Regions from separate parts of the Mus musculus genome. Here region 1 is linked to region 2. The links are chromatin contacts, called in public HiChIP or PLAC-seq maps. All regions are on one chromosome and are shown on one strand. The core of a region is the stretch at or near the end of the contact, and the rest is flanking DNA. Distances in the headings are between cores, read along the strand shown. Region 1 holds the start of Mrpl58 (mitochondrial ribosomal protein L58). Region 2 overlaps Tmem104 (transmembrane protein 104).

Region 1 (5,375 bases), core at 1,064-3,563, 180 kb after region 2:
TGGTTTATCTTTCCAATAATGTAGAGACTGTAAAGGCTTGCTTCCATGACAGTTTCCTGTCTCAATGAGCCAGTGTCTCTGGGGAATACTTCAATTGTCCCAGGGGTGTATGTTTGTAGGTGATGATACGGTCTCAAAAAAAAAAAAAAATCAAGCTCTTCATTATGAGTTAATCACAAGCATTACTAACAATTACTAACATTTATTGACATCTATTTTCATTTATTCACAACCTCAACCAAGGAACTTAGCCAAGGATTAGACACCTTCAAACACTTCTTGTCTTACTTGTAGCCTTAGCATTCCAATTTACTGCCTTAACACCACTATGAAACAACCCTACTTAGCCTGCAGTCTTCTGAACTCTGTACCTACTTCTCCAGTTTGCTTTTTTTTTTTTTTTTACTTTTTTAATGATTTATTTATTTTATGTATAAGAGTACACCAATGCTCTCTTCAGACACACCAGAAGAGGGCATCAGACCCCATTGCAGATGGTTGTGAGCCACCATGTGGTTGCTGGGAATTGAACTCAGCACCTCTGGAAGAGCAGTCAGTGCTCTTTAACCACTGAGCCATCTTTCCAACCACCTCCAGTTTGTTTTTAGTGGCTAGAAGAATCCACTATGCTGCTTCTTAAAGCTTGAGGAGGGAAGATGCCTGTATTTAGAACCACTTCCAGTGATCTGCCTCCCATCCCTGGCTGGGTATAAGCAAAGCCATTCATCACAACTCTCACATGGGTGTGAGTGGCTTATAAGGCTGTTTTGTAGATAAAAACAAAAAACCTGAAGTTGATTCAACTTGACTGAAACTCAACTTACAAAAATGAACTGCTGCTGGGCATAGTAGCACTTGCCTTTGATCCCAGCAGTCAGGAGGTAGAGCAGGTGCATCTTTAAGAGTTCAAGGCCAGCCTGGTTTACAGAGCGAGTTTCAGAACAGTCAAGGTTACACAGAAATACTGTCATGAGGAAAAAAAAAAAGAAGAAAAAGAAAAACCAAACCAAAGAACAACAAAAACGTGAACTACCATGAAATTCACTTGACCCACAGTCGTGGTATGTCTGTGATGTGACACACTCTGCATGTTTGGGATACAGCAGAGACCTTACATTCTAACTTGGAGACAGGCAATATGTTAGAACATAAGACTGGGCCTTGGAGTAGTGGTACAAATCTGAACACCTGTGAGGTGAAGGCAGGAGGGTCAGGAGTTCAAGACTAGTCTGAGCTAAATAGGTTGAAACCCTGTCTCAAAACACAAGCAAAAGACAGACCTGGTTGGGTAAGCTTTTAATACCAATGCTCTGGACTGAGAGGCAGGCAACCTGCTGTATATAGTGAGCTCCAGGCCAGCTAGGGCTACATAATTGAAACCTGCCTAAATAAATACCACAAAACCAACCCTTAAGCTCAAAATCGAACACACAAAGATTGGTTGACTGTCTATCCACTCATCTATCTAAAGCAAGTTAGGAATGTGGCTCACACTGAACAAGGGATAGGAAAGGGCAGGGAAAGTCCGAGCTTAGCAGGTAAGGTCGTCCTTGCTGTATCTAGTTAGGTTGCTCAAGGGTCCAGGGAAGGAGAACAGACTCAAAAAAGAGAAAAGGGTGTTTCTAGGATGCTAGATCCAGTGTTTGTTTATGTATTTATGCATTTATATATTTGTTTACATACACACACATTTAAAATGATTTTTCCAAGACAGAGTTTCTCTGTATAGAAGCCTCGGCTGTCCTGGACTCACTTTGTAGACCAGGCTAGCCTAGGTCCACCTATCTCTGCCTCCCAAGTGCAAGGATTAAGGCCTGGCCATGTATGTATGTATGTGTGTATGTATGTACTATTATTATTTTTTTTTTATGGTTTTTCAAGACAGGGTTTTTTTTCTGCATAGCCCTTGCTGTCCTGGAACGCACTCTGTAAACCAGGCTGGCCTCGAACTCAGAGATCCACCTGCCTCTGCCTCCCAAGTGCTGGGATTAAGTGCCACCACGCCTGGCCATGTATGTATTATTTTTATGACAGGGGCTATGTGACTAGGTTAGGCTCTCATCTGCCTTAGCCTTGAGAGCAGTGCTGGGACTGCAGGTGAGCACCGCTCAGTCAGACCCATACAGGAATCTTTTTAAGAAAAATCTCCCGTAGGTGGTCTCTATCTGCCGGTCAACCTCTACCAGATGTCAGCTGGGTGCGCACCACTTCCCACCATCACCGCCAAGGTGGACAGCCCGGAGCCCGAGAAACCCGGCGGAACTTAAGAGCCAGCTCAGCCAAGGCTGGCGGACCGCCGGAAGAGTGAGCACCGGAAGCGGTCCTGGGAGGTGAACATGGCGACCGCCTGGGGCCTACGCTGGGGCCTGAGCCGAACTGGAACGTTGTTGCTCGCGCCGCCCGCGCGCTGTGCTCGCCGGGCTCTGCACAGACAGGTAGACGGCACCACGTTCCAGAGCATCTACAGCCTGGACAAGCTGTACCCCGAGTCCAAGGGCGCGGATACCGCCTGGAAGGTCCCGGTGAGCCGAGAAAGGCGGGACGGAAAGGGCGGTTCCTCCCGCTGCTAGGTGACGCGAGGAAGCCGGGCGGCTTGCAAGGTTTTGGTTGCCCCAGGAGGAACTGATCGCCCTAGTAACCCGGCCGGAGGTGCGGGATGTGCTGGGACTGTAGAGTGTGATTGCAACCCTCGTGGCTCGGGTAGTGCAGACCCTGGGAGAGAGCCGCCACATACGCGTCTTTCTAGATCGTTAGTTTGTCCACGTTTGCTTCCCGGCCTTCAGGCTCACATTATATGGGAAGATGTGCATTATGGACCTTGAAAGTAGTAAAACCTGAGATCCGCAAGTTGGGACGTTACCCAGTCTTTTGACCCTAGTAACGTTAGGAAGCCTGAGACAAAGCTGGTTTGGTCCCTAAGGGTCCATGTTTAGCCTGCGTCATGTAGTGGTACTGCGTGGGGCCTGAGCAGGAAAGAGAGCATCTATTGAGCTGCACCTGTAGGATTGAAAGAGCATCAAGTATTTTCATTCATCCACTCGCACCTCATTCAGCAGACATCTTTTGAGAGCATGCTGTTAGCACAGTGCTAATTTGGGGCAGAGAGTAGTAAAACAGAAATCCTAAGGCTGTAAAGCTCGTATACTGGAGGGCGACAGACAAAAATAAATGAATAAACCCAAGTAACACTAAATATGATACTTCAGAGATAGTAAGACTCAGAAGGCAAAGGTGAAGCTAGAGATAATAACAGTTGTAGGTTTGTTGTTTGTTTGGACAAAGGATCTCATGTAGCCTAGGCTAGACTCGAACTTGCTACATAGCTGTGGGTGGCTATGAGCTCCTGATCCTTCCACGTTCATCTCCCACGCGTAAAGATTACTGGCATGTATCACTGTACTGATACATGTTGTGAGAAAAGCTCTTTAAAAGCCCTGGATGATCTCTAGTTTGCAGTGATCTTCCTGCCTCTCAAGTACTGAGATTACAGGCATATACCAACAAACCCAGCTAAGCATTGAAGTTTTAGGTAGAGTGATCTGGGAAAAGCCTGGAAGAATGGGCCACAGTGGCCTGAATCTGTAACCCAAGCACTTGAGGCAGAGGCAGGAAAAATCAATTGGCTCATAGCCAGCCTGGATTATATGAGACCTTGTCACGTACAAAGACCTGGAAGGAAGACATGAGAATACTGGGGAGATGAGTGTCCCCAGCAGAGCAGGTGCAACCATTTCAGAACAGTAGCATGCTGGACAAGTGTGGCTGAGTGAGGCAGTTGAGAGAAGTGGGTGGAGCCAGGAATAGAATGATACATTTTAGTTTTACAAGATTGACTGCTACACAGTGTTACAGACAGAAGCCTGGAGAATGGCAACAGCTAGAATGTAAGTTAGGAGATTGCGGTAATATAGGTCACAGTAACATAGGCAAGACAGGATGAGCAGGCTGGAAGCAATAGGAGCCTTGAAGGTGATTAGGTCCTAGGCATCTTTTGAAGAAAGTCTAGAGGATTCTTCCCTACTGGATTGGAAGTAAACTGAGAACAAGCAGGGTCTGTGGGACTGTAGTGAGCAGAGGTTTACTGGAGCCCAAAAGTAGGGAGTCACCAGTATTAATGGCTTTTCCATCAGCTTAGAAGGATGAAATCGTCTGGGGGCGGGGGGCAGGGGTAAACGGGTATTCAGAAGAGGCCAGAGGAAACCTGAGGAGGGTGGCTTAGCAAAGAGGTGTCTTCAGAGAGAGCAGCATGAGCTGAGTGAGGTCTAGAGATCAAGTGATGAAGGCATGGAGAGGTGCAGATGGACACACTTGGGCTTGGAGGCCAGAGGAGCCCCCGGGGTGGGATTTGTTGCACTCTGTGGTCCTGAGGACTTAAAGTTGGAGGGTGCTGCTGCTGAATGAAGAGCTCGATGAGGGGGAGACCTGACATGAGGAGCTCAGTCTGACGCCAGCCCCCCAGGTGAACCAGAACCTGATCAAGGTAGACTGCCTGCTGCCGGCTTCCTGTGGGCACCAGAAGGAACAGGGCGGCCCACTAGGATTGTTGTGTCAGGTTGGCAGAGAGCATTGGTCTTTAGCGGCCCTCATGTATGTGTTCTCTGTCTTGTCTCATCCATCCCTTTCTCCATGAGACAGGCCACTGATGGCACCCAGCAATAGCTTAAGGCAGGGGCAGGGACAGCTGGAGGCCTGAGCCGCATCTTCCTAGAGGAGCGCTTAAGAGGTAGCGTCTGAGTCGAGACGAGACGGGTTTGACAGCAAGATTTGGAGGCCTGAAACCTAATGCATAGCTTCTTAAAAGTGCTTATTGAATTTAGTGTGTGTGAATGTGTGTATAAGTGTGTGAGTGTATGAATGGGTGAGTGTATGTGCACACGTGTGCATGTGTGTAAGAGTGTAAGTCAGAGGATAACTCACAGGAGTTGGTCCTTCCTTAATACCATGTTGATCCCAGGGAACCCAGAGGGGAGCTCAGGCTGTCAGGCTTGACTCTTAGGAAGTGCTTTTACCCACCGAGCCATCTCTTCAGCCCAAAATATATAACATTGACTTGTAGCTTTATATTATCGAAGTGACTTCATTCTTTGACAGTATGTATATATCACATTACAGGAGCATGCAAAACAAGCCAGCAGTTACATCCCTCTGGGTAAGTAATTTTATTGAAAATCAGACATTTTAGGCTAGGTGTCTAACTCAGTGATAGTACTTGCCTGGCGTGAGCGAGACCCTGGGGTCAGTCCCAAGCACCACACACACCAGATTGATTGATTGATTGATTGATTTTGTTTTTCGAGACGGTTTCTCTGTGTAGCTCTGGCTGTCCTGGAACTCACTCTGTAGACCAGGCTGGCCTTGAACTCAGAAATCTGCCT
Region 2 (5,421 bases), core at 419-2,918:
AGAAAGAGGTCCCACCTGGGTGGCCTCCAAAGCTCTGCTTCACCTGCCAGCTCTCAGAGCCCTTCCTCCCCTCCTGCAAGCCCGAGCTCCTCCAGGGGAATAGGCTGTGACCCCACCGGAGTCTCGGCCCTGGGAGTCTCGGCACTGAGAGCTTATCGGAAGCTCTGGACAGAGAGTGACAGCACTCCTCAGAATGGAGCCCCAGAACCACTTCCCTTCTGCAGGCTTCCTAGCCACTGGGGGCGGTACCTGTACCAAGTGTTGTGCCTTGTCCTGGTTTCAATGGCAAGACCAGGTGGGCAGGTGACATAGCATTGAGTCAGCTGCCAGGGGCTGTGGACTGTGTTCTGGGCAGACTTGGGGGGAGATGGCATGTGGAATTTGCAGACCATCAGCTTGGTGTTGCAGGGGCCCCTCTCAGTGCCCTCTCAGGTTGTCTGGGGTGAGTTTCGTCCTCTTTCCCACTTTCTCCCTCATACAGAGGCCAGAGAGAGTTGGACCTGTCCTGTCCATAGGGAAACTTCCAGAAGCACCTGGGAAGCAGTTCTTAGGGTCACTTTTGAATGTTTGTCTTCGCCTCAGGTCCCTTATCAGTTGTTCTGCCCCATTCCTTGCAGTTTGTTTTTATTATTTTAGTTGTGTGTCTGTGTATGTGCACATGTGCGCAAGTGCCCATGGAGGCCGGAGGTATCGGATACCCCGGAGCTGGGGTTAACGGTGGCTGCCTGTCTAATTTGCATCCGAGGGCCTCAGCAAAGGCCCACCCCAAGGCTAAAGTCAGGGAGGTCAGCACTTCCCCTAAGTAGGGGCTGGAAGGTGGTCAGGAAGATGACTTGGAAAGTGAACTGTATGGGTTCCTCCTCCTGTTTATTTACTGTTGTCTATCAGAAGGGAAACTGGCCAGGGTGGGGTGGCTCAGCAGGCCCAAGCACTTACTACAGAAGGCTGCAACCTGAGCTTGGTCCCCAGAACCCAGGTAAAGGAAGAAGGAAAGAACTAATTCCACGGTTTTACCCTCTGACCTCCACACCTGTGCCACGGCACCAAAGCAAATAAACAAGAACTAAGTAAATCATTGCAGTGGTGAGCGTCGGGCTGGGGAAATCTGTCAGGAGTTAAGAGCCTGTACTGTCCTTACAGAGGATCTGAGTTTAATTCCGGCACTCAGGTCAGGTGACTCACAACCACTCTCCAAGCCAGAGCGGGCTGAACATTGCAGCAACAGGGGAGGTTTTCTGCCAAAGGGTGTGGCAACACGAAAGCAAGATTGGACTCCTGGTGCACAGGATGCACACAATGCCCATTTCCTGTTTGGAATGGCCTGGGCGTCAGCTGCTCCTTGTCATCAGTCCATTCTGCATGCATCCTTCTCGACGCTGGCTAGGCTAGGGCAGGGTAGAAGCAGGCATTGAGACATAACCTCCGTCAAGTGTTGTGTTCTGCCAAGTGTTAGATAAATGCCAGTCACTGCTAGGGTGGAGTCAGTGTACTGAAAGAGGTGCCCCAACCTCCTCCACCTGCCTCATTTCCCCTGTACCACGGACACTGGTCCGTTAGGAAGAACTTACAGCGTTTCTAGGGTGTTTGGTCCAGTTAGTGCTGAGCCCTGTCCTGCCAGGGGTGGTTTCTTCTTCCTGTCCTCTAGCTCCGCCTACCCACCACTGGGCTGATCCATATCAAGGTCACAGTTTATCCTCTGTCCCCAGGTCACTTCTGGTTTGGTATGAACAAGCCCTCCTCTCCACGACGTAATAACTCTTGTCCTAGAATTTTGGCAAACGCATCATGACAGCAGTTGACCGGGCTTGGCGCACGTGCATTGTTGACACAGTTTCCAGTATAGCATCCTCTCCTTCCCTGACTGTCATCTTCTGCATGGTGGGTGGTCTTCTCCTGTGTGATCAGAAGCACCTGAACTCTCATGAGTATTTGGGCCATTGTTAAGCTCACATGGGCAATAAAAATAAAATATCATATGGCAAGGGGTGGTGTATGTAGCTATAGTCCTAGCTACTCAAGAGGCCAAAGCAGGAAGGTCATTTACACGGAGGAGGGACATAGCAAGACTCCATCTCAGAGAAAGAAAAATGAAGTGTTGACAGAGCGTTCTTTGCATGCAGTAGGTCTTGGTAGTACCATGGTTCTGTACTTGGGATGTTTGGAGAATGGATGTGTACCAGTTAGGGTTACTCTTGCTATAATGCAACACCATGACCAAGGTAGCTTTGTTATAGAACTCAGGACCACCAGTCCAGGGGCGGCACCACACATAATGGGCTGGAGCCTCCCATATCAATCACTAAGAAAATGCCCTACAGCTGAATCTTAGGGAGGCATTTATTTTCTCAATTGAAGTTCCCTCCTTTCAGATAACTCGAGCATGTGTCAAGTTGACATAAAACTACCCAGCACAGTTGACCTTTGTCAACTCAGCACACAAGCACATCACCGATAAGCCTTAACCCTTCCTTTCTTATTCTTCCCCAAGATGAATATCACATTATAAACATTCCAAATTCTAAAAGTTCCACAGTCTTTAAATTTTTAAATACTTAAAAATTCAGCTTCCTTAAAATCCAAAGTCTCTCAGTGTGAGCTCCTGTCAAACCCTTTCTTACTGAAGAGGGAAGAAGCAGGGCACAGTCGCAGTCTGAACACGGCAAACCCAAGCTCCATCAGGTAAACAGTGTAACGCCAGTGTCTGGGATCCCCTCGGGTCTTCTGGGCTCCTCCAGTGGCTTGGGTCACCTCGGCTCTTCCCCCTGCAGCACACACAGCCGCTCCTCTAGGCTCAGGCTGTCTCCACGCCACCGCTGCTGTTTTTGGTGGTCATCCCATGACACTGGCATCTCCACAGTGCTGGAGTCTCTGCTGCAACTGGGCTGCTCCTTCATCATGAGCTTCTCCTGGGCTCTATTCAGAGACTCCAGCCCTGTCACACAGTGCCAAGCCTCAGCTGCTCTCCATGACCCCTTCCTGCCTTCAAAACCAGTACCACCTGGGTTACCAAGTTAAGTTGCCAGCACAAAGAACAGCCAGCCTTGGCTGCCTCTGGACCACAGCTTCTGTGTGCTGACCCTGAGGAAACACTTCCCAGAAGCCTTTTCATCAGTGATGCTGGTCTCTTCTTAACCACAGCTGACTCTTCAGCCCCAGCAGACCAGACACCCACAGACTCGTCACACAGTCTTTGCTTCTCTCTGAAACTTCACAAGCCAGGCCTCCTTCATCTGCAACTTTCTCAACATTATTGTCTCCAAAGCTCCTACAGAACAGCTTACCAAGCTTTGAACAACTCAATGGCATTTTTTGCCTAAAGTTTCAAAGTCTTTCCACAGTCTTCCCAAAACAACCTGCTCAGGTCTGTCACAGCATTACCACACTATCCTGGTACCACCTTCTGCCCTAGTCAGGGTTACTCCTGCTCTGATGAAGCACCTTGACCAGGGCGATTTGGGGAGGGAAGGGTTTATTTCAATTTACACATCCAGTTAAAGGTCCATCGCTTAGGGGAGACAGGGCAGGAACCTGGAGGCAGGAGCTGTGCAGAGGCCATAGAGGGGTGCTCCCCCATGGCTTTCGGAGGCTGCTTATAGGATGGCCCCACCCACAGTGAGCTGGGCTCTCCCCCATCAATCAGTCATTGAGTAAATGCCCTGTATATGATGTATTTTGAGAAGCTGAGTGACCCCCACAAAGCTGGCTCAACAAGGACACTGTCTGATCCCTACCCCATCCCAGCAATGTGAACTCATTTGTGCCCACCTGCCTGTGGTAGATGAAGCCCCAGAAGTTGCGATCCCGTTAGGCAAATAAATGTTCACAACCACTTGAGAAATAAAAATAGAATCCTTGCGCATTTCTTCCCTACGTGTCAAGGACGCATCGCAAGTTCAGTTAGGGGTGGGCTCTTGCCAAGATGCTATTAACCCCAATTAGCTTTTAACCCCCAGCACTCAACAGGAGCAGCCCTGCAAAAGCTTGGCGCCCCTCCCTTTCTCATCTGAAACACCCTCCAGGATCAGTCCAGACAGCTCAGCTGTGCATTTGGCACGTGGCCACCGCCACTTGAACCCACTCCCCCCGGCCTCAGATACTCTTGCGCCTGTGAAATCTGCCCTCGGCCCTTGCGGAGTCTGTGTGTTTAGGAAAGCCCTGACACTCAGCATTGCCACACTGTAGTTTCTAAGTTCCTTTATCACCCACGCCCGAATTAACAGGGAAAGCAAAGATACCAACCAGCCCTGGAGGAAGAAGGCTGGGAGTAGAGCCTGTGGGTCTTTTGCGTTAAGACCCCAGGAGCAGACAAGCAGAATGGAAAGTGCTGGAACCTTGAAAGCTCCACCCCCCCTCCCCCCCTTCTGCAGGTACCTAAATATGCAGGCACTTGAGGAACTGCTCGCTTAGTGAAGAGGTTGGTTGCTCAGTGCCCCATGTAAGGGCACATGGTGGCCAGCAGGGTCAGCACACCCTGTCAGTCCCGAGCCTTCTGTGGGAATGCAGGATACCATGTGAGCATGCCATCCTGGAATTTCCTGCCCCGTCTGTCATGTGCACCCACAGAGATGGTGGGGATGGGAGGGAGGGACCCTCCCCTGGCTGGCTGGCTGGCTGGCTGGCTGGCTGACAGAGGTGGACTCCTGCCTCTGTGAGTGTTTCCCGTTGCCTTCTTGCCAGAAGTGAAGTCCTAACCAGGAGCTGCAGGCTGCCCCTCCTCCTCTCGGCAAGGGAAAGATGACAAGCAGGCTTTAGGGGTTGCTTTGTGTTCAGGAAGAGCTGATGGCTAGGCTTGTGGCTGGGAATCCTAGCAAGAGGTAGTTGTTCAGAAAGACCACAGCCCCTTTGAAGGCTTTAGGGTTTCAAACATGTCACCTCTTCTTGGGCCCACTGTAGAGTACCATTTGGTGACTCTGCTGTTTAGGGATTCTTTGACTGGCGGGGGGCAGGGAGAGCTCTGCTGATGGCAAGAGCCGAGTGCTAGGCTCCTCTCCTCCAGACCCTCACCCTTCCCTCAGTTCTGAGATGGAACCGAGGGCCCTTGGAACACTCTCCCATTGAGCCACACCTCCCAGCGCTCCAAACTGTGTTTGGAAAGATACATACACAAACACACATACACCAGCATGGTGATTGTTCAGTTTTTTTCAACAGAGCAGGTGTACTGCATAGCTGCCTGGCAGGAAGGCTGTAGGGGTAGGGATGCGATGAGTTACAAAGCAAATCAGCAAAGCCAGGGCTGCCTCTCTCCCAGCACAATGTGACACCTTCCTCCCAGGCACTTCACCGAGCACAGCACAGTCCGCAAACACTCGTCCATGCCTAACTGTGTCAAATGTGCAGTCTAATGTAGATGTTAGACGAGCAAGGACCTGGCCCTGGCCCTGGCCCTCAGCACACTGACTCCCGCTGGGGATGCAGGAG

Evidence for each region. HiChIP or PLAC-seq counts read pairs in DNA pulled down with a chosen protein or histone mark.
Region 1: a FOXA1 HiChIP or PLAC-seq map of pancreatic cancer cells shows a contact between it and region 2. The contact joins the promoter of Mrpl58 here to the enhancer-like site in region 2. A contact is called at or near these places in 5 of 39 promoter capture datasets (the 3T3-L1 cell line, 3T3-L1-derived adipocytes, the HPC-7 cell line and 2 more), 1 of 484 Hi-C or Micro-C datasets (the N1E-115 cell line), 1 of 115 datasets of contacts at active chromatin or transcription factors (pancreatic cancer cells) and 1 of 9 other capture datasets (liver).

What each region holds. Positions count from the first base shown.
Region 1 is chr11:115,401,439-115,406,813 of GRCm38.p6, forward strand. It overlaps Mrpl58 (mitochondrial ribosomal protein L58), which reads left to right and starts at 2,314. Exons shown (of 6, transcript NM_001347645.1): 1 at 2,314-2,522; 2 at 5,113-5,149. The coding sequence starts at 2,337.
Region 2 is chr11:115,218,218-115,223,638 of GRCm38.p6, forward strand. The region is part of intron 8 of Tmem104 (transmembrane protein 104); the gene reads left to right. Among named protein-coding and RNA genes, the nearest start is that of Tmem104, 33 kb to the left of the region's middle. Within about 2 kb of position 1,669, at least 90 of the 459 cell types and tissues checked have an H3K27ac peak or open chromatin away from gene starts, as enhancers often do. A contact at or near this core is called in the HPC-7 cell line, the N1E-115 cell line, liver and 1 more, where this site is marked.